Regions from separate parts of the Mus musculus genome. Here regions 1, 2, 4, 5, 6 and 7 are each linked to region 3. A link is a contact called in public promoter capture Hi-C data. All regions are on one chromosome and are shown on one strand. Each heading gives the region's core, a stretch centred on a gene start, on an enhancer-like site or on the middle of the called end of the contact. The rest is flanking DNA. Distances are from core to core; before and after follow the strand shown. Region 1 holds the start of Aktip (thymoma viral proto-oncogene 1 interacting protein). Region 2 holds the start of Rbl2 (RB transcriptional corepressor like 2). Region 3 holds the start of Cyld (CYLD lysine 63 deubiquitinase). Region 4 overlaps Chd9 (chromodomain helicase DNA binding protein 9). Region 5 holds the start of Fto (fat mass and obesity associated). Region 6 overlaps Chd9 (chromodomain helicase DNA binding protein 9). Region 7 overlaps Chd9 (chromodomain helicase DNA binding protein 9).

Evidence for each region. Promoter capture Hi-C pulls out the DNA fragments that hold promoters and counts their contacts.
Region 1: a promoter capture Hi-C map of pre-B cells shows a contact between it and region 3. The contact joins the promoter of Aktip here to the promoter of Cyld in region 3. A contact is called at or near these places in 4 of 39 promoter capture datasets (hippocampal neurons, liver and pre-B cells), 2 of 115 datasets of contacts at active chromatin or transcription factors (astrocytes and regulatory T cell precursor) and 3 of 9 other capture datasets (adipose tissue, embryonic stem cells and liver).
Region 2: a contact with region 3 is called in a promoter capture Hi-C map of liver, with 7 times the contacts expected there. The contact joins the promoter of Rbl2 here to the promoter of Cyld in region 3. A contact is called at or near these places in 10 of 39 promoter capture datasets (the 3T3-L1 cell line, the C10 cell line, frontonasal cranial neural crest and 5 more), 1 of 484 Hi-C or Micro-C datasets (B cells), 2 of 115 datasets of contacts at active chromatin or transcription factors (astrocytes and large pre-B cells) and 1 of 9 other capture datasets (liver).
Region 4: a promoter capture Hi-C map of hippocampal neurons shows a contact between it and region 3, with 3 times the contacts expected there. The contact joins the enhancer-like site here to the promoter of Cyld in region 3. A contact is called at or near these places in 3 of 39 promoter capture datasets (hippocampal neurons, liver and pre-B cells), 1 of 484 Hi-C or Micro-C datasets (embryonic stem cells), 3 of 115 datasets of contacts at active chromatin or transcription factors (astrocytes, large pre-B cells and thymic regulatory T cells) and 1 of 9 other capture datasets (adipose tissue).
Region 5: a contact with region 3 is called in a promoter capture Hi-C map of liver, with 6 times the contacts expected there. The contact joins the promoter of Fto here to the promoter of Cyld in region 3. A contact is called at or near these places in 4 of 39 promoter capture datasets (hippocampal neurons, liver and pre-B cells) and 2 of 115 datasets of contacts at active chromatin or transcription factors (astrocytes and regulatory T cell precursor).
Region 6: a promoter capture Hi-C map of pre-B cells shows a contact between it and region 3, with 4 times the contacts expected there. The contact joins the enhancer-like site here to the promoter of Cyld in region 3. A contact is called at or near these places in 6 of 39 promoter capture datasets (the C10 cell line, embryonic stem cells, hippocampal neurons and 2 more), 1 of 115 datasets of contacts at active chromatin or transcription factors (large pre-B cells) and 1 of 9 other capture datasets (liver).
Region 7: a promoter capture Hi-C map of liver shows a contact between it and region 3, with 4 times the contacts expected there. The contact joins the enhancer-like site here to the promoter of Cyld in region 3. A contact is called at or near these places in 8 of 39 promoter capture datasets (the 3T3-L1 cell line, the C10 cell line, cranial neural crest and 4 more) and 3 of 115 datasets of contacts at active chromatin or transcription factors (acute myeloid leukemia, astrocytes and large pre-B cells).

The regions. Positions count from the first base shown.
Region 1 is chr8:91,132,532-91,135,527 of GRCm38.p6, forward strand. It overlaps Aktip (thymoma viral proto-oncogene 1 interacting protein), which reads right to left and starts at 1,496. Exons shown (of 10, transcript NM_001302266.1): 1 at 1,369-1,496.
Region 2 is chr8:91,068,254-91,071,344 of GRCm38.p6, forward strand. Rbl2 (RB transcriptional corepressor like 2) reads left to right here and starts at 1,804. Exons shown (of 22, transcript NM_011250.4): 1 at 1,804-2,153. The coding sequence starts at 1,923.
Region 3 is chr8:88,695,733-88,698,453 of GRCm38.p6, forward strand. It overlaps Cyld (CYLD lysine 63 deubiquitinase), which reads left to right and starts at 1,296. Exons shown (of 17, transcript NM_173369.3): 1 at 1,296-1,367.
Region 4 is chr8:90,893,140-90,896,140 of GRCm38.p6, forward strand. The region is part of intron 2 of Chd9 (chromodomain helicase DNA binding protein 9); the gene reads left to right. Among named protein-coding and RNA genes, the nearest start is that of Chd9, 66 kb to the left of the region's middle. Within about 2 kb of position 1,557, at least 76 of the 459 cell types and tissues checked have an H3K27ac peak or open chromatin away from gene starts, as enhancers often do. A contact at or near this core is called in adipose tissue and hippocampal neurons, where this site is marked.
Region 5 is chr8:91,312,223-91,315,132 of GRCm38.p6, forward strand. It overlaps Fto (fat mass and obesity associated), which reads left to right and starts at 1,303. Exons shown (of 9, transcript NM_011936.2): 1 at 1,303-1,398. The coding sequence starts at 1,354. It overlaps Rpgrip1l (Rpgrip1-like), which reads right to left and starts at 1,000. Exons shown (of 26, transcript NM_173431.2): 1 at 981-1,000.
Region 6 is chr8:90,975,820-90,978,595 of GRCm38.p6, forward strand. Chd9 (chromodomain helicase DNA binding protein 9) reads left to right here. Exons shown (of 40, transcript NM_177224.2): 6 at 1,102-1,248; 7 at 1,661-1,729; 8 at 1,809-1,864. Among named protein-coding and RNA genes, the nearest start is that of Gm39221, 82 kb to the right of the region's middle. Within about 2 kb of position 1,497, at least 94 of the 459 cell types and tissues checked have an H3K27ac peak or open chromatin away from gene starts, as enhancers often do. A contact at or near this core is called in pre-B cells, where this site is marked.
Region 7 is chr8:90,943,205-90,946,132 of GRCm38.p6, forward strand. The region is part of intron 3 of Chd9 (chromodomain helicase DNA binding protein 9); the gene reads left to right. Among named protein-coding and RNA genes, the nearest start is that of Gm39221, 110 kb to the right of the region's middle. Within about 2 kb of position 1,622, at least 3 of the 459 cell types and tissues checked have an H3K27ac peak or open chromatin away from gene starts, as enhancers often do. A contact at or near this core is called in liver, where this site is marked.

The DNA of each region.
Region 1 (2,996 bases), core at 246-2,745, 2.4 Mb after region 3:
AACTCACATTTCTAAGAAGCAATGCTATACCAGTATCTCTAATCAGCAGTGCCTTGTGGGCATATAGCATCCATGGGTGGGTACCAGCCAGTGCCTATAACTGCTGCCGTGCTTTCCAGGAGACAGTGTCACCCAGTAATTAAACCAGAGGACAGGGATCCCACTTCTCCCACTAACTTGCTGACTTGCAGCCAGGTAGGGCTTTGCAAACCTGCTTTTAAAGGTGGCTGACACCATAGTGCATCAAAAATTCAAGGAGGGTTATGTTCCTGTTTGGCTCAAATGAAAACTATATATTTTCCTTAAGGACTAGTAACCCACTGCCTAGACACACATGTTTTCTCAAGGTTTTTCTTCACCTCTTGAGAGGCGTGGCATTTCCTATTTGTAAATGTACTGGCACTGGGCACCTTTCATGTCTTCTGCCTTTAAAAATTCAGTACATGGCCCTCAGTTCCTCCAAAAGGTACCATGTACCGTCCAGCGCAGCCATATTTTTAACTCAGTGGTTCCAATAGCAACATAAGCACAAGGAACCGTAGCCAACTTTTCAGAAACTACAGTTTGCTAGATGAGCAATCTACCATAAGCATAGCATGACATCGTCCAATAGTAATGACAGATGTAAGGAAAACAGGTTCCATCCTTATTCGCAGAAAATACCACCAGACTTCCTGCTCCTCTGACTCTTAAAAAAAAAAAATGATTGCATGCATTTACACAGCTGAGCGAAGTCTGCATCTTCACCTATGCGACAGTGAGTATACCGCAGAGGGCCAATGAGACCTAGCTACCATCGTTCTTCTGTGACACAGAGCTAACTAATGTTATCACCCCAAAAAGGGTTTACGAAATTCCACATTAAGAGGCCACCAGACAGGACCGAGGAAAAGTAAACAGCCCGGGCCTCCGACAGCCCGGCTGGCTGGGCAGCTAGCTGGGCCGGGCACCCTGGCCCGGGGCACAATCCCATTTCGGAGCACGTAGAGAATCTGGACAAACCTGTCCCGAGGTGATGTAAGGCTGGTGCCCGGCCCTAGCCTGGAAGCGAGTTGGAGGCTGGCTGGGCCCGCTAGTCTGCAGCCGAGGCCGAGAGCCTGGGGCTTCATGTCAGCCCCTCGCCAGACAGACGGGACCCAGCGCAGGAGGGGCAGACCAAGCGGAGCAGAGCGCCACCAACCCTGCCGCCCTCTTCCTCGGGTGCAGCAGGTGCCTGCAGCGCACAGGTGCGGCCCCGCCCCCGTGTCCCCGCGCGGCCGCCGTCGCCCCGGTCCCTAGCGCACCCCAGGGAACCGAACGCCGGGCCGCGGACACAAACCCTCTGTCCTGACGACTCGGTAGCCACCAGCCCAGAGGTGAGACGCTTACCTGGATGCCCTCGGTGCGGAGCGCTGGGGGCCGAGCGCCACCGCGGGCCAACAGCATCTCCGGCTGTCCTGCAGCCCGGCCCCTGCCGCTCCTCTCCCGCAGAGCCCCGCCCCGCCCTGCCCTCAGCGGGACACGCCCTGGACACGCCCTAGACTGGGCGCTTCCGCTCGGATACCCATGCCGAATGGCTCTCTCTCGCCGTCCATCAAAAACGTACTTCCGGGAGGTGTTGGGGCTTGGAGCTCCGTCCTGCCAATCAAGTTAGCGCCGCTCGGGTGGGGCCGCGCTCGTACCTCCCCCTTACGTAACAGCGCCCAGGGACGAGCTGTCAGTCAAAGAAGCTTCAATCCCTGGGGAGGCTGGGACGAGAAACAAACAGGCACCAGGCCGCCATTGGACGTGGCGTGTGTCAGTCACCATGGATACCCACCCAGAGGTTTATGCGGCAGCCACTATAGCCAGTCTCCGGCAGTGATTGCTGCTAGCTCTTGGCTCCGCCAAGCGTCAGCCGGTATCCAGGCCTGGACTCTGAGCCACTGGCTGGAGAGGGAGGTCTGCAGCTCCCTGGTGGGAGTGATGGGATTTATTAATCAACTTGCTTAGGAGACAATAAGTGACACAGAGTAGAATTTAGCTGAGGTAGTGCTACCTTTACAATAAATCCAAAGTTATCAGGCTTGTTAGAAAGAATTCTGTAAATGTTTCTTCCCGGGGATTGATGTGCATTAGGTTCCATTCCCATAACCAAAAAAAAGACAACCCTGATTTACAACCAGCCATTAAACACATTAGCGTATCAAAGAACGTGTCTCTAACGGATACAAGCATCCTGAAGTTCTGGCCTGACATAAAGCCCCGTTTCTCTGGAGAAAAGCATAATTCTGCCCAGTGGCCAAGATGACCCTCTGTAACGACTATTATCGAACAACACTGATGTACTTAAGAAATAATTCTGGCGCCGGGCAGTGGTGGCGCGCACGCCTTTAATCCCAGCACTTGGTAGGCAGTGGTAGGCAGATTTCCGAGTTCTAGGCCAGCCTGGTCTACAGAGTTCCAGGACAGCCAGGGCTACACAGAAAAACCCTGTCTTGAACCCCCCCCCCCAAAAAAAAAAAAAAAGAAGGAAGGAAGGAAGGAAGGAAGGAAGGAAGGAAGGAAGGAAGGAAGGAAGGAAGAAATCTGGCAATATTTGGCTGTGTAAATCTTAAATGGCCAGACTTGCAGCCTACAGTCTCTGTTTCTACTGTGGCCTGCATCCCTTAGTCCCTACTTGTTACAAGATATGTCTGGCCCCTACTCTAATTTTTCCCCGCCCGGGAAACATGCTGCCTTTCTCCCTAGAAGCCCTTCCCCATGTAACTCAGCCATTTTGGTTACCTGCTCCTTTCAGTTTACCCCTTACTCTCTTAGCCAGTCTCTTAGACCAAGCTGCCTCTCTTGGTTGGCAGCTCCCCTTCTAGCTCTCTGTTTCCACATCTCCTCAGGTGGCGCAGCTCAGTCTGGGGATGTTCACTCTCCCAGATGTCTCTGCCTCTGTCTCTGCACCCCCTTTTATCTGCCATAAACTTTGTCCTTCACCATACCTAACAGCAGTCGCTTCCTTTCCTTTTTTGTCATTCAAGAGGCAG
Region 2 (3,091 bases), core at 554-3,053, 2.4 Mb after region 3:
CCTCTGGAAGAGCAGTCAGTGGTCTTGACGACTAAGCTATCTCTCCAGCCTACAAAATTGTCAAAATAGCTAATGGATGATGACTTCAATCCAATGTCCTCATGGCCTAGAACTAAGTATCTTTTTGGTCAGTATTGTTTGCGCACGTGTGCATTTGTTTGAATACATTGGTGTGTGTCTTCAAGCCTGTGCACACTGTGTGTAGAAGCCATAGAACAGCCTCAAGTGTTATTTCCCAGGCCCCTCTCTTTTTCAGATCCTGCCTCTCACTGGCCAGCAAGTGAGACTCTCCTCAGGACTCCACCAGCTTATGTTCTCCCCCCCCCCCGCCCCCCTCCACCCCCCCCCACCCCTCCACCTCCCCACACACCTCCACGCCCCCCCCACCCCACCCCCCGCTGCTGAGATTACAAGCCAACCCTCCATTCCTGGCTTTTAACACCTGCTCCCGCAACACATGTGAGTTATACAGGTTGATCTCAGGTGAGGGATTTTTTTTTTGCCACTGAGAATCTCCCCAGCCCTTTTCAATCAATGTGTTTATCTCCACTAGATTCTCTTCACCACTTAAGCCCATGCAATGTGCCTTAAAAGTTTCTTTTCCGTGAGCAAATTCTTTGAAATTCCCTTCATATCTAAGCTTAGTTAGAGATTCGGTAGCTTTAACACCTCAAATCATAAATATAGGAAAGTTTCAAGCCCGGGGACAAAAGGCTGAGGTGCCTATTTAACATATCAAAGAGGACCTGGCTGCTCTGTTCTCCTGGTAGCCCTCAACCTCTACCTGTTACCATAGCCAGCCCCCTACCCAAAACTCTCCAGCTCAAGGGGTGGGCTGTGCTTTCCTATATAATCCAGACATTTTAGTTTCTAGCTCGGTGTACCTTTGGGCCTTCTAGCTGCTGCACCTGGTTCCCCTCTCTCCCCTCTCTCCCTTCACCTCCCGCGCCCCCTCCCCGCACTCTCCTCCCTCAGGTGGCTCAGGGTCATGTCCACTCTGGACTCACTCAGATGTCCCTGCTCTACGCTCTTCCTTTTATCTGTAAGAAACTTTAGCCGTATCTAGGAGCAGTTATGTGATAGCTAATATACATTTTAAGTTATTCTTGAAAACACATTCATGATTATTTGTGTGATTGAGGGTTGAGGGTTGAGGGTTTTTTATTTTGTTTTTGTTTGGTGAAGTGAGATCAATTCTTAGCTCAATATACCTTTGCCATTGATAGCGTTGACATAGGAGTGTCACTTGAGGAATCCTCTCTGTTGGATTGACCTGTGGGTCTTGCCTAGGGAGGTGGCGGCCGCGGGGGTGGCGTTGTATTAAGAAAGTAGCTGATAAAGCAACGGGGAGCTAAGTCAGTAAGCAGCGTCCTGCTTTAACCTCCGTCAATGATGAACTGTAAAGACTAAAATGAAATAAGCCCTTTCCTCTCCGAGTTGGTTACAGTCCGTGTTTATCTCAGCAACAGAGACTAGAAAGGGCAGGCAAACTATTATCTTTACTTTGGACCTTTTAGCTTTACTATCTGAGGACCTCTAGGTGAGGATGTGTGTAAAGGGCTTATATACTAAATCCTGTCGATATTTCTTGGTCTTTTTCTCTTCAAACGAGCCTTCTGAATGGTCTCACTATTGAGAGATGCTTTTTAAAACGGTAGAGGACGTGTCCATTCACCCCTAAATGATGCACAGCTCGTTTTTTGCTTTCTTCTTCCATGACTTTTGGTCTCCCTGAGATCCCGGCCGAGACTACATTTCCCAGCAGGCCGTGCTCAGACCTACGGGTGCCCGCATGGGACTGAGGAACTTTGGGGGCGGCACAGTAGCAGGACAGGCTGCTGACGGGCCGGCGCTTCGCGGTTTGAATGGCTGCGGGCCCGGGCCCTGAGCGCATCTGAAGAGCCGCGGCCTCGGGGTGCGCCATGGCATCTGGAGGCAACCAGTCGCCACCGCCTCCTCCAGCTGCTGCAGCCAGCTCGGAGGAAGAGGAGGAGGATGGCGACGCCGCGGATCGCGCGCAGCCCGCGGGGTCCCCGAGCCATCAGATCCAGCAGCGGTTCGAGGAGCTGTGCAGCCGCCTCAACATGGACGAGGCGGCGCGCGCCGAGGCCTGGAGCAGCTACCGCAGCATGAGCGAGAGCTACACGCTGGAGGTGCGTGCTCAGATCCTCCGTGGAGATCGGGGACTCGGGGTGGCCCTAGGATCACTTGGTCGTTTGCCCCGCACCATTGCCTCCCCCTGGCTTTGCGGCCGTCAGAGGAAACTCATTAAGTTTCAGGCTTGCTTACGTGTGAGAATGGCTTAGGATTTATTGTCCCCCACCCCCCGGGCAGATGAAAAGCGGGTGTAGACACACAACATTTGTTGCTGAACTTGGGCACTCTTTTTGGCTGTCATCCAGGTGTAGGCTTGTTATGTTCCGTTCTTGGGACGGGGCTTTGCAGTTGACGAAAATGGCTATTCGGGCTAGTGCCTGTCAACTCTGCAGGCACCTCCCCTGTATGGGCCAATGGGAAGTGACACGGAAGTCCGGATTGTTTTTCAGCTGCCTGTGCGTATGACCCTTTGATTTTATATATGGAAGCTTATCGAAGTAGCAGAGCAAAGAGGCCCCCGACCCGAAGGCTAAGCAAGGTGTTATTTAACTATGATATGGATGTACTTGTGCCATTCTTCTGAGTCGGTTTATTTCTATTTTTTTAAAAATCGACACACATCGAATTCCCCTCTCTCCATTTGTTACACTCACAAAAAAAAGAAACATGGCAGCTTTAGACCTGTGTCTGAGTGACTCTGGACAAGTTTTTAACCACAGTGAAACTCAGTTATGTTGTGTGAGCAGTTTTGTTACTTGTGCCCACTTCAAAGTGCTTACCTAAAGCTTAACTAAAGCAATGTGTGTATGTGTGCAGAAAATTTCCTAGACTGAAGCAGTCTGGCTGAAGAGACCGTAGCCGCCTTCCTTACCCAGTGTTTCCGATAGCCAGGCAAAGAGGAGAACTTCTGGTTTGAAGGACACAAATACTCCCAAACGAATTCTTACTTCACCTTAGAGATGACGCTGTAAATTAGCAAGAATGAGTATTATAA
Region 3 (2,721 bases), core at 46-2,545:
TGTCACTATTGATTTATATCATGTGGCTAGAGCTTGGGAAATTGGGAACAGGATATATGTATACCAGTGAAAGACAGGAAAGAGTTGAGGCTTCAGTTTTCAGAAGATACCAATTTCATCATGGTTGATTTCAGCAGGGAGAGGAGTTGTGAGTTAATACTGTTAGCAATCACCCATGTGTCTGTCTGCTTCTGTGTTAGTGGTTTTCATTGTTTGGATTTTCAGAAACATGGTAGTCTTCACTGGGGAAATTTGTGTCATGATTAAACACACACACACACACACACACACACACACACACACACACACACACACACACCCCTCCTTCTCAGTATTAATCACCTTCTCCCATAATTAGTAGTTAAAATGTCAAAGGAGAAGGAATTAATTAAGAGAACTATCCAGTGAAGCAAGTCATGTGCTGCCAGGCTCTGGGGCTGATTATAAAAAGAGTTTCTTTAAATATTTTGAACACTTTTGGGAGTCAGAATCCTTCCGTCTAATTGAAAGATCCTTCATTATACCCTTAATTCTGGCTGGTGGCCAGGGATGCAGTCCCGGGTAAGGTAGAGGGTGGAAAGCCTTTCTTTATCCTTAGGAGACTCTCTCCACCCTTGGAGAGGATGGCCACAGAAGTTTAAAAAAACAGCAGGTGTCCCAGACGCCATCTGAGGACAGAAAGAGCTTCAGTTTGTACAGAGTCTACTGTTAGGAGATACTATATAGCATTTCACAATAATCCGGTAAAACAGGTGGTACTAACACCTCCGTTCTACAGACGAGGAAATTGAGGCTTAGGATGGTTGGGAGTTCCCCGTGTTACATGTTGACAAACTGAGAAAGAAAACATTGACTCTAGGTGTAATTCTAAGCTTTGTTCTTTCAATGGAATTCTGAAAATTATTCTCAGTTCTTCTCTGGATCGCTTCCCACCCTAGTTTTGACAGCTAAGCCAAGAGACAAGACCCGCGCAAGGAGGGTGGAGCTAAGAGCACAGCGCCCCGCCCAGGCGTGGTTTCAGCCAATGGTGACATGACACTGGCGGCCTTTCGCCCAATCAGCCATCGCTCCTCGCCCCCACCCTTTCTCCTCTGCCCCGCCCCTTCGCTTTCCCTTTGCCTCCACCGAGCTTGACCGAGCGGAAAGTCCCTTCAGCCAGCACCCTGCCAGCAGCCATTGGAGGAAGGTCTGTTACAAGAAAACCCAATCAGAGCGCACGCAGGGTCGGATCTCTGAATACGATTGGCTAGCGCGGCATCTACCCTCTCCGCCTCCGCTCCTCCCTCCCCGCGGGCAGTTCGGAGGCGGGGCAGGTGGGGGCGGGCCCAGGTAGCAGGTTCGGCTGCGCGGGGGCCCGCGCGCCTGAGGTAAATACTGGGGTGGTGGGTGTGGGGCGCCCGGCCGGCCCGGGACGCTGGTTCTGAAGCCCGGGGCTGCGGCGCTGAGCGGCGGCCGAGGCGGGTGAGTGTGCGCGGCCGCGCGGCTGACGCTAGGTCCCCAGTGTTCCTGCTCTGCCTCAGGCGCCCTGAAGCGCGGAGGCGACCGTCGGGCCTCAGCGCCCGCCCGTTAGCTGCCCCGGGCCGACGAGCTTCTGACGTCAACCGCGGTTGTCACCTCCAGCCTGCCCGAGGGCTCCCGACTCGCGGGACTCCTGCACCACAGGGCTTGGGTAGGAGCAGTGCAGGACTCCGTCTTTCTCTCTGGCCCGCCGTCGTGGACAGATGGGGAAACTGAGGCCGGGACCCTGCCTGGCTCCCAACGGCTGCAGGAGGCAGGGAGAATCTCGGGTTATGGTACCTCACGTCTGTGCTGTTTTGTGGGGTGTTGGTGGCTCCGCTCCCGGAAGAGCAGTCTGGCCTCGCTAATGGCGTGTTCTGCTTTTTCTTTCAGTTTCTCTGGTCTGGAGGGAGGGGGGAGGAGAGAGGATGGTTTTGCACAGTTGTGTAGTTGGAAGGTGCATCCTGTTGAGACAGGTACCTTGTTTTTCCTTTTATTATTATGGTCAGCCTTGGAGGAGACCGCCAAGTCGCGAATGATCATGGTCTGGAACTGAGTTCATCTGGGTCAGCTGCCAGGTTATTCATGTCCTTGGCATCTTTTTCTATTCCACCCCTTGGCATTTGCATGTTTTAGGGGTTTGTCATCCTCTAGCCACCAAGCCTTGCAATCTCCCAACCCCCACTATCCCCGCCACCTTCCTCTTTTTGATTTTCCCTGGAAAGTTGTCTCCTTAGAGGAGCATTCATTCATACCTTGCTGTGGTGTGTGTGTGTGTGTGTGTGTGTGTGTCTGTGTGTGTCTGTGTTGGGGCTAATCAGGGATTCCTAATAAGATTGCTCATTTTTGTAATCATTGGCTCCAGAGAAGAATGCAGGCATCAAGAGGGCGTGCATTCAAACATCAGTCTCTTGCACACCCCCTCATACCTCAAGTAGGTTGAATGGCCCCAAGAATTTAGCCTGCTGCTCCCCGCTGGGTAGTGGGTGGATTTGCACTAGAACAGTATTGAAGGAAAGTGATTTGCTGGAAATTCTTAGTGAAGTTCATGTAATTTGAATGTTGACAGTACCCAGAACATTCTCTAATGTTCTGCTGCAAAATTTTAAGGTATTCTTTAAAAAAAAAAAAAAAAGCCTTGTTTGGACTGGAAACTTTTGAGATGAGCTGATAAGACCAGGAACTTGTTATGTAAAAATGACATATTAAACAGAAGATACCTAA
Region 4 (3,001 bases), core at 307-2,806, 2.2 Mb after region 3:
AAAACATCCATATGCATAAAATAAAAATAAATATTCATGCTGGCCTGGAACTCACTATGGAGCCCAGGCTGGCCTGGAAATTGCTTATTTGGTTTGCTTTGCTGGATTTGTTTGTTTGTTTTCCAGGGGAGGGGGTGTTCAAGTCAGGATTTCACTCTACAGCTCTGGCTGTCCTGGGACTCACTATGTAGACTAGGCTGACCTAAAGCTTACAGAGATCTGCCCACCTTGGCATCCTGAGTGCTGGGATTAAAGTTGTGTGTTGCTTGCCCTTAAACTCACAGAGATCCTTCTGTTTCAGTTTTTCACGTGTTGGAATTACAGGCATGTGTGTCCACCATGAAGTTTTCTTCTCAACAGCACATGAAAACAGCAGTGTTCATGACAACATCTTCTCCATCTTGGAGACTGGATGGTTCCCTCTGTATTCTTGACTTATCTTTGTCCCTAAAACCTCACTTCTTCCACCAGGCATGGTGGCGCACGCCTTTAATCCCAGCACTTGGGAGGCAGAGGCAGGCGTATTTCTGAGTTCGAGGCCAGCCTGGTCTACAGAGTGAGTTCCAGGACAGCCAGGGACACACAGAGAAACCCTGTCTCGAAAAGAACAAAAACAAAAAAAAAAACAACAACAACAACAACAAAAACCCTCACTTCTTCTGAAAAGCTTCTGTGGCCATACACTTTAGACCAGAGTGACAAGCATAAATGTTCATAGGGAATAAACAAAGTGGACCCGAGCAAGTGTTTTGCTATAGGGACACGTGGGCCGTGACATTTGTAGAGTATATACTTCTGCTTGGCTCCAAGATGGTAATGAACACAGTGGAAGACCTCAATGTTACTGAATCTCTAAAAATTTAGGCGTCTAAACTGTTAGGTAAAACATTTTGGCTTTTAAATGTTGGCAAGTCAGGAGTGCAGGTAAATTTATAGTCTTTGACAAGAACAAATAATTTTTGCATAGTGAGGGCCATGTGTAAAAAGATAAACAAAGACCTACGGTGGCATGTGCCTCTAGTCGTAGCTCCTGAGAGGTAGAGGCAAGAGAATCTTAAGCTTTATGGCCAGCCTGCTACATGAGGAGACCCTACCTATCTCACAAGACAAGAAGAGTAGAGCAAAGTCAGCCCGCCGCCAAGGCTCTGTGTCATCTGCTTAGTCCTGGGTTATTTTGGAGAAAGTAGCAGTATCTGAGTCATCTTGGCAGACTGGGAAAGATGTGCCACTGTGGGTAAGCCCCTCCGCCCAGAGCTCCGATTTCCTCTTCTGCAGACTGGGATGCACTCAAGGGTTCCCAACAGATGTCCATCTAAGTCCAGCACAGCTTCAGAAATGCTCTCTGGAGCTGGGGAGTGGCGGAGGGACCCCGAGGCTTGCAGAACGACAGCTGAGCCTTTGTTCTGTTTTCCTCCCTGGGATTTTTCTTTGCTTTTTCTGTTTAAAATCCTGGACTTCTGCCAAAAGTTTAAAAATAAAATCTGAGAAGTGTGTTTTCGTAAAGTTTGACGATCTGCGTTAGCTGCACAGCTCCACTGTAAGGTGTTACCAGCTTTTCTCCGTTTGTCTAAAGCTGCTTGTTTGCTCCCAGTTGTCACTGGGTCTCTACAGATAAAGGAGTCGTCCTCAGACATTACAGGGAGGGCCTACGGTACAGTTGAGTGTTAGAGCAAGGGCAAAGACAGGATGTACGCCCACATATACAGGCATACATGCACCCATGTGCATATACCACACACACCATGTGCATACACTACACACACCATATACACATGCATCCTTGCACAAACATAAACATGTGCACACAGACACACACAGAGAATTATAGAAAGATTCTGATACATTAGTTTATCAGATTTTGTTTTTACATCTCTTTTTTACATTTGTTTGTTTATTTATTTTTGAGAGGTCTCATCATGTAGCCCTGGCTGTCCTAGAACATCCTATGTAGACAAGGCTGGCCATGAACTCACAGAGATCTGCCTGTTTCTGCCTCCCTGGCTCCCCAGTGCTGGGATTAAAGGCATGCAACTAATATGCCTAGCCTTTTTTTTTTCCGGTGAACAGATATGTTCTTATTTCTAGTGTTATAGTCCTTATGAATAATGTAATCATATCTGCTACCGAAAAGCTTTCCTGGCCATTTATGGTGATGTAGCTATAGTTCCTGTTACTTAAGAGGCTTAAATCCAGGAGTTTGGGGCCAGTTTAGGAAACAGCAAAACCCTGTCAAAACAAACAAATAAAACCCACCATCAACAAAAGAAAAACAAACTCACTAGCAACAGAGCCTTGTTGAGTGTGTATGACTTCATAAAGCCCACCGACATTGCCCAGGGACCTCCAACCTCCAGTCACTCAGCTCAACTGACACGAATCTGAGTACAACTAATTCATTTCAAAGTGTTATCTTTGAGGTCAGATGTAGTGGCCCCTAGCCTATAATCCCGGCACTTAGTAGGCCCACAGCAGGAGCATCTGAAGTTCAAGGCTCATCTAGATTACACGTTTAAAAAAAAGAGCTCTAATTCGTTGATGACAGTATATGATGATTATGTAGAAGATTCAAAATAATAACCACAAAAAAAGGCAATTTTGTCTTTTTGTTGTCAAGGCAATTTTGTCTTTTTGTCGTCGTCGTTGTTGTGATAATAGAGAAACTAAGTCTGAGTGAGGTCCAGGCTAGCCTGGACCACTGAGACTGGTCCACCATGTGTTCCTCAGGCTCCCTCTAAGGTTGCTGGTAACTTTGAGAAGTCAGGTGGCCTGAGGACTCCTGTTTGAAGCTGTCTTCAGATCCTCTAGCAAACTGCTTTCAACTCTGGCTTTCCAGAGCTTCTTAGCTACAGAAATTGCCTTGAATGGAGGCTGCTAACACACAGCTCTTATTGTTCGCTGCCCTAATCTCAACCGATCAGAGGATCCGTGAATTTAAATTGCCCTTTCGAATGACCTGGATTTTTTTTTCCAGTGGGAATAAAAGAACTTCAGATGTGGAATG
Region 5 (2,910 bases), core at 53-2,552, 2.6 Mb after region 3:
AATTCAAAGATCTCCCTGCCTCTACTTCCAGAGTGTTACGATTAAAGTCGGGTGTCACCATGCCCTGAGTAGACTCTGAATTTGTCCTGAGTGTGCCACCACCCTGCTGTGGCTTATTGCTTACAGCAACAGCCTTTGTCATTATCCCAGAGTTGTATCGTAATTCATTGTCATGTCATGCATTTTTAACCTAGTATATTTTCACACCTATATCATAGTTTCTTGCTTATATCTGTCCCCTACCACTCCCCCCCCCATCTCTCTAGCTTCCTCTCACTGGTCTCCTTCCTCCCCCAAATAGTTCCTCTTCTGCTATCTGATGTCACATAGTAGACATTAACGCTATCATTTATTGAATGAATGAATGAATGAATGAATGCCAGGCACTGAGTTTAAACAAAGTCTCTGCCCTGTAATGGCTTTAACAGACTATGGGAGTAGTCAGATGAGAAACAGTAATAAAGAATAAAAGATAGGCCACTAGAAACTGATTGTGGTGGTGGGAACTTGAGGCAAGACCTATTATTGATTGAATTTGAGACGAGCATGGGCTAAAAAGGCTAGTTTAAGGCCAGCCTAGGATGCATAGGGAGACCCCCTTTTAAAAACTAATCGACAATCAGCAGCAGCAGCAACAACAACAACAGTAACAAGCCAACAACAACAACAGTAACAAGCCTCTTGGGAGGCTTAGGTTCTACCATCCAAGCCCAGTTTCTGGGAAACAGAGTGAAATGTGACTGGGACCTTTGAGTTGTAGGACTTAGGGTTGCCAATTCTTATCAGCTGCGTTTCTGGCTGGGCGGGCGGTCAGGGCGAGTCAGATGCAGGCCTGCGGATGTGGAGGTGTGTCGGGATGGACTGCTTTCCACGCAAGAATCCCAGGTCTATCCTGGGCTTCGAACAGACTCCAGGCTCAGTTGTGAGGCCGCGGAAGAGCCAGCCAACCTGCATTAGCCCCCACCTCACAGAGTACTCACCTCCGCGTTCGCCCTCAGCTAGCTACCGGTTGCTATAGCGCCCAGGGCGCGAGCCTCTGCAGGCCCAGAGGAGCACGGGAAAACAGTGAGTCCCGTTACCCACTGGGAAATGTAGTTCTCCGTAGGGTGCGGGCCGTCGGCGGGTCGCGTAGCGGACTACGCTAGCCCTGCTAGCTGACTGGAGAAATTCAGCTCCGGAGCCCAAGGAGTACTCGGGAGTCTCGCGCAGCATTCTGGGAAGGGTAGTTCTTCTAGGTATTAGAGCAAATGGCTCCAGGCGGGAGAGAGCCGTTGAGAGAACTACACACAGGAGGCGGGGTCCAGGGCGAGGGGGAACACGGCCCACGGTGGCGAAGGCGGCTTTAGTAGCAGCATGAAGCGCGTCCAGACCGCGGAGGAACGAGAGCGGGAAGCTAAGGTATGTGGGGCTCCGGGCGTCTGGGATTCTGTGTTAGTCCCGGGCTAGAGGCAGGGGACCCGCAGACCCGCTGGGATGGCTGAGTGGATGCTCGGCGTTAAGCCAAGGGGTGTCAGGGCCTTGTTTGCAAGAGACCTGCAGACGTGGTGTGAGTGTGCGCGCGCACGTCTGTGCTGTGAATTCATATTGCTCTGGATGCAGATCTGGATACAGTTAGTCTTGGTCAGAAATGAAAAGATAGACATCTATGTCCCTGTCCTGCTTCTGTCCCTATTCCTTGGTTATATTTGTAGCCACTCTCGAGCCTCAGTTTACCAGTTTACCACCTGTGTGTTTTCAGCTCGAGCGCAGCTGAGCCACAGATTTAGTATGGTGACATGTTTTTATTTGGAGCATTGCCTCAATGGCCAGATGACTTGTCTGCGTGGTCAGCACATCAGATACGCTTTACATAGCTTCTGTGGGTAGTACATTCCTGGACTCCGTCCTTGCTGTTCAGCTTTCTGACAGTGGACACTCCTTGGGATGACAGTAACAGCAACGGCGACTTATTTGCAGCATTTTTTTTTTTTTGTATCAGACACCTACATTAAATGCATAATTATTTCATATCATTGCAGCAGATGGCAAGACAGATATTACATAGGTAGAGTATAAACAGTCCGTTATGAAGATGAGCACTGGAAGCTCAATATTTTCCTTTTCCCCCATCCCCAAAGTTGGGACCTATTGATTTGTTCTAACTTATCAGCATTCAGTCCCCCTCAGTGGACACAACAGATTCTGCCCATCTTAAAAGTCTCTCTTGTCTGTAGCTCATTTGGCCAAAGGCCCTTGGCTATGCCGTTTGGTGCTTATTCTATGGTAGGTAAATACTGGCAGCGAGGATCAGTAGGAAATAAAACAGGTACAGTACTTGCTGTCGTAGAATTTTGTCTTGTAAGATTCCTAAGTCAGTTAGGAATCTAAGGGTTTTGGGTCTTGGGTGTAATGGCCTGAGTTATGTATTTTACAGACATGGACACGGAGTCTGGCAGAAGTTGGCCTTTGCTCAGGGCCTTTTGTTTCCTAGGTGGCATTAGGGATCAGGAGCTGCCCCTCTCTAATCTCCTAGCTCCATTTCTAGTCTCTTTGTGAAAGACATTGAAGTACTGGCTGATGCGAAGCACAGGTAGTTGTGTTAAGTCCTAGACAATGTCTCAGTAATCGTAAGTGATTGCTTGACTTTCTGTTCAGCTAAGTTAAGGCCCAGTGTATAGAGAGAATCTTGCAGTCATTTGTTGTGAACAATTTGATAAGTTTTGACTGTACGTATATGCAAAATGTTCCAGTTGCATAGAGGGCATGGCTCTTTTAAAAAGTTATTTCTTTACAGCCGATTTCTTTATTTTACCCCCAGGCAGTCATGCGATCAGTCATGATTGTTGAATCTATGCTTTCTAGAGTTTTTCATCTAAGCCGAAGCAGACAGCATATACCCGGATGCCGTTTTTACTGATCACAGTAATTTTT
Region 6 (2,776 bases), core at 247-2,746, 2.3 Mb after region 3:
TTCTGTTACAGCTGCGTTTGTTATGTTTGTGAATATAAGGAAAAAGCTCCCACATAGGTAATACCGCAGGAGCCATAGGTAGAACATATGGGCTGTTTTCTGAGACCACTTCTGGGGAATGTCAGGAAATAGAACAGGAAAAGCAAGAGTTGGATTCATGCAGTAACTGCTATTACTCAGTAGAGAGCCTTCTGCCCTGAATGAAAGTGCAAATACCTTTAAGAGCTCATGTATTCTGAAACCAACCTAAGCTTTGGTTTTTCTTTTCTTTTTCTTTTTTTTTGGGGGGGGTGAAAACATGAAAAATTGTGATTAGGGAGGTATGTAAAGCCACGTACATTTGGTTCTGATTTAAAGTTAGACTATTAAAAAGACCTGTTACTCTAAATAATACCTTTAAAAGGCTCTAGTTTTATGGTTTTTGTGCTTTTTTTAACATTAAGGAAACTATTAGTACTAGTGAACCACTTTATTACTTCATCTAGATTTAATTAAAGGGAATCATTTTATGTAGTTATTCTAAAAGATTTCATATTATTTCTATCTTAAACATTTTTACATACTTTAGAGAACATTTAATTTCCTCCACATTTATCCCCAAATAATTATCTAACAGGAACCATTTGATGTAACTTTTAGGTTTGGGACTAATGTGTGAAACTGTATATAGTTTAAAATGTGTGTTGCCTAGGGAGTAAATCAATAGCTAAATAAAATAACCCTTCATTTTCATAATTGTTTCTAAAGAAAACTCATCCAGCAATAAAGGTATTACTAATAGAATATTGCATTTCTAAGCTGTGAACTAGTTCAAAACAAAAGCAGATCTTTTTAGCCTTAATTTATAAAGAAAAATAAATAAAGGTGTCCCTCAGCTCTCATATTTGAAACTGGGCCAAGTGAAGCTTTGGGAGGATTGTGAGCTCACGGCCACGAGCATGCTACAGCCTTACTCAGAAAACCATGAGAGACCAGAATGGGATATACTTTCAAAGGTTTTTGTCCTAAGACATCACCAGCATAAAGGGTAACATTCTTTAAATCCCTGCTAAATATTTTTAAAATAATTTATATAAATCAGATCCTTGTGATTCATTACAGAAAAGAAGATCAAATCGACAAATTAAGAGGAAAAAATATGCAGAAGATGCAGAAGGAAAGCAATCTGAAGAAGAAGTGAAAGGCAGTCTGAGAGTTAAGAGGAACTCGGCTCCTCCGCCTGGAGAGCAGCCTCTGCAGCTGTTTGTGGTAAGACTAAGCCCGAGCCAGCCACCAGGAACTCAAGAGCCCTTGTTTCCTGGGCTTCCTTGTCTAACTCAGCACCAGAGTCTGTATTTCTACTTTTACTTTTTCTCTTATGCACTGTGAGCCAAACATTCAGCCACTGTCAGTTTGATTTGAAACCTCAGGCAAATGTTTATCTTGATTAGCTCGAGGCTCCAGTTGGCCGCAAAAGCGGTGATAGTAGAGGTTTTGAAATGAAGGAGCGCAGCATGGTTAGTAGTGGCCATGCAGATGATGTCAGGGCAGTGAGAATAAGACTTGTTTCTCGTTCCTGACATTTCACATAGTGCTCAATGTGAATGCATTCTTGTTTGTTAAATGACAACCTTTTGAGAATATATTCATTCCATCATAGATTTTTCCCTCTTTCTCCTAGGAAAATCCAAGTGAAGAAGATGCTGCAATTGTAGACAAAATACTAGCTTGTAGGACTGTAAAAAAGGAAGTAAGTCATGGTACATTATACCTTACATGGTGTAGTTTCTGCCCTGCTTGAATCACAGTTGTTCATTTTAATGTTTTAGGTATCACCTGGAGTTATGCTTGATATAGAAGAATTTTTTGTAAAGTACAAAAATTAGTAAGTATTTAAATTAAAAATTATGGTGTAACATTATGATGTTTAGTTAAATATAAATTATCTAACTTGTAAGTATATTGAGTTACAATTAATATACTTGCTTTTTAAAAAGATTTACTTATTATATGTGAGTACACTGTAGCTGTCTTCAGACACCCCAGAAAAGGGCATCAGATCTCATTACAGATGATTGTGAGCTATCATGTGATTGTTGGGATTTGAACTCAGGACCTTCAGAAGAGTAGTCAGTGCTCTTAAGCACTGAGCCATCTCTCCAGCCATACATTTTCATTTTATTTACATTTTAATAAAAATTTGTATTATTTATAATTTCAAGAACTCAATCATTAAAAAGTAAAAAAAAAAAGTTGTATTTGAAATCTTTTGTCACCAGGCAGCGGTGGCACACACTTTTAATCCCAGCACTTGGAAGGTAGATTCAGGCAGGTCACTGAGTTTGAGGCCAGCCTGGTCTATAGAGCTGGTTCCGGAACAGACAGGGCTGCACAGAGAAACCCTGCTTCTAGAAACAAAAAGATAGAAAGAAAGAAAAAAAGGAGGAAGGAAGGAAAACCTCTCATGTTAAGATTGAATATTTGAAATTATATGAACATGCAAGAATATTATAAAATATGATTTTATAAACTATAGGTACTTATCCCCTTTCTGTTTTGAGCTCTTTAGGTGTTATTATGTTTATACACAACAACTGATCTTTCGGTTGCTGTGTCAGATGTATTCATTGATGACTTCACTTTAAGGTTTTCCATTTTTACCTTGGTTAAATCAGTGGAGTGACCAGTTGTGAGGAAGTGGATTCCTTTTGTATAGGTTCCAGCTTTTCTTCATACATTGACTAACTCTTTCAAAAAAAATTGTGTGGGTTTTAATGCACATGACTTTGATCGTGAC
Region 7 (2,928 bases), core at 372-2,871, 2.2 Mb after region 3:
GGCAATTACACAGAGAAACTCTGTCTAGGAAAAGACAAGAAGAAAGAGAAAAAGAAAGGAAAGGAAAAGGAGGAAGGAAGGAAGGAAGGAAGGAAGGAAGGAAGGAAGGAAGGAAGGAAGGAAGGAAGGAAGGAAGGAGGGAAATTAGTCTAATTAAATGAAGTAGTAAAAGAAGTTAAAAAAATTATCTTTCATCAGAATTTACTGTGTGGAATTGGAACTTCCCAACAAAATCAAGTTAACATCATTTTTATGAATATGTAAAATGTATGTATTATTTTAATTTAGGTAAGTAGCTCACAACTGCTTGTAACTTCAGCTCCAGAAGATCAGACATCTCAGGTCTTTGTGGTTACCTGCCGTCATGTATGTATACCTATACAGAAAGAAGCATAGTTAAAAATAACTCATTTTAAAATACTGAGCAGATTTGTTTATCTTTCCAAACTCAGTCTCTTTTTCTATACAGTGTGACTAACATTGGCACCAGTCATATAAAATTATGTTCTATATTGACAACTTGCTGCAAAAGAAATCAAGGAAAATACCCACTTACAATAGTTTAATATCCACAAGAAATGCAGCCAGGAAGGTAAACTATATCTGTGAGGGTAACTTCAGGACACACACACACACACACATAGGAGGAGGGGGAGGGGGAGGAGGAGGAGGAAGAGGATGAAAGAAATTGAAGAACGCACCAGCTGATCGGAAGATCGCCTCTGTGTGTCTAGAACTGATAGGGGGTGGTTTATATAGACATCTCACCAGTGGCTAAAAGCTCACAGATGTTTGCTTCAGCAGTTGAGGCTCTGCTTTAACTCCTACCAACTCAAGGAGCTTCTCTGAACTAGGCGTGGTGGCATGGAGGAGCTCTGTGAGTTCCAGGAAAGTCAGGGCTACATAGAGAGACCCTGTCTCAAAAATTAAAAGAAAGCAGCAGCTTCTCTATCCAAGGTTGAGAGCATCATAAATCTGTGGATATAAACACAAAGTGTTTATCCTTAGTTTATCATAGAGAGCAAGTAAAACTGCTTTTCTATTTCATCTCTCCTATGAGGATTAGGTAAGAAAGCAAGTCACAGCAACTTCTGAAGAGCATATGGAGAGAAGGGACCTTCATTACTATTGATCAGAGTGTCAGCTGCTGTGGCACTGTGGAAATCTCATAAAAAGAACAAAACAAAACTAGTTCGAGCTGTCATCTGACCCAGCTCTACTTCCCTGGGCATACACTCACAAGACTCCCACCACAGAGATGTTGTGACCATGTGGTCTTAAGTTGCTCCTCCTGTATTTCACCGTGAGGCTTGATGCTCGTTGTGGGGTTTGCATAGATGTCCTATTTAGCAAATTGTTGGCTACTCCCTTCTAGTCTTAATTGCTGCATCATGAGTAGTTACATCATGAGGGATAGTGAATTTGAGTATTTGTTTTCCTTTATCACAAGATAGGATATAAAGCTTTCATGAGGCTCTTGCTAAGCTGTACTCTGTGAATTAATTTTCAGATAGTAAACTAGGCTTGCAGGTTGGAGAGATGGCTTAGTGCTTAAGAGCACTGGCCACTCTTTCAGAGGATCAGAGTACAGTTTCCAGGATCCCACATGGTGGCTCACAGCGATCCTGAACTCCAGTCCTGTGGCTTCCAACACCCTTTTCTGGCCAGGTTTGTACAGACATGTATACAAACAAAACACCCATATTCATAAAATAAATCAATAAAATTCAGAAGCAAAACCCAAACAAAATAAACAAAGTTCTAAAAAGGAGGGGATATCTCTCCTTTCCATTAAGAGAGAGACAGAGACAAAGACAGACAGACAGACAGACAGGTTAGGCTTGCATTCCTAAACTCTATCCTCCATGCTCAGTCTTCCTCCCTGCTCTCCATGCTCTATGTTCTCTATCCCCCATGCTCTCTTCTCTCTCTCTTTCCTCTATTAGCTGCTGGTTTTTGGTTGAGAGTAATTTGTGTCTACAGTTGACTTTTGGTCTGGAGTTTATTTGATTTTGGTTTTGATCTGTGACTTTAGTTCATTAGTTGTAACTGTTTACTTTTCTTTTGTTTTAATAGGCCATCTGGATGAGTGTATTAGTAAATGATGCAATTAATTAGAAAATATTTTTTAACCTCTGGCCAGAAGTTAGTTGGAGACTTTCCCTCATATCTTACAGCAAAGGAGAAAGATATGTTTTGCTTTTAATAAGTAACATCAACAAAGTAGCTTAAAATTTTATATTGCACACACACACACACACACATTCACATACATCTTCCTCTTGCATCTCCTATTTCTGTTGTTGTTTTGAAACAGGGTCTCTCTATGTAGCCTTGGCCATCCTAGAACTTAGTATGTAGACCAGGCTAGCCTAGAACTCACAGAGATATGCCTGTCTCTGCCTCCTAAGTGCTGGGATTTAATGCAAGCATCAACACATCTGGCTGTAGTATGTTTCTTTTAATGCTGTGTGATACCAAATTGTGCTTAATATAATGGTTTAAAACAACACACTTTTTATCTCATTCTTTACTTGGGGCATGTGCCTTGTCTTTTTTCCTCCCTTCCTCTTTTATTTTGAGATATTTTTAAAATTATTTTGCTAGACCATATGTGTGAGCATGTGCATGCACATGTGTTGGATGGGTGCATCATATGGCATGGTGTGGATATACAAGACAAAGGACGACTGTGTGAGTTGGTTCTCTCCTTCCACCATGTGATTCTGGGGATTGGACTCGGGTGTTCAGGTCTGGCAACAAGTTCCTTTTAACTCACTGGGTCCTTTTACCAGTTCTTTTTTTTTTTTTTAAAGATTTATTTATTTATTATATGTGTGTACACTGTAGCTGTCTTCAGACACTCCAGAAGAGGGCATCAGATTTTTGTTACGATGGTTGTGAGCCACCATGTGGTTGCTGGGATCT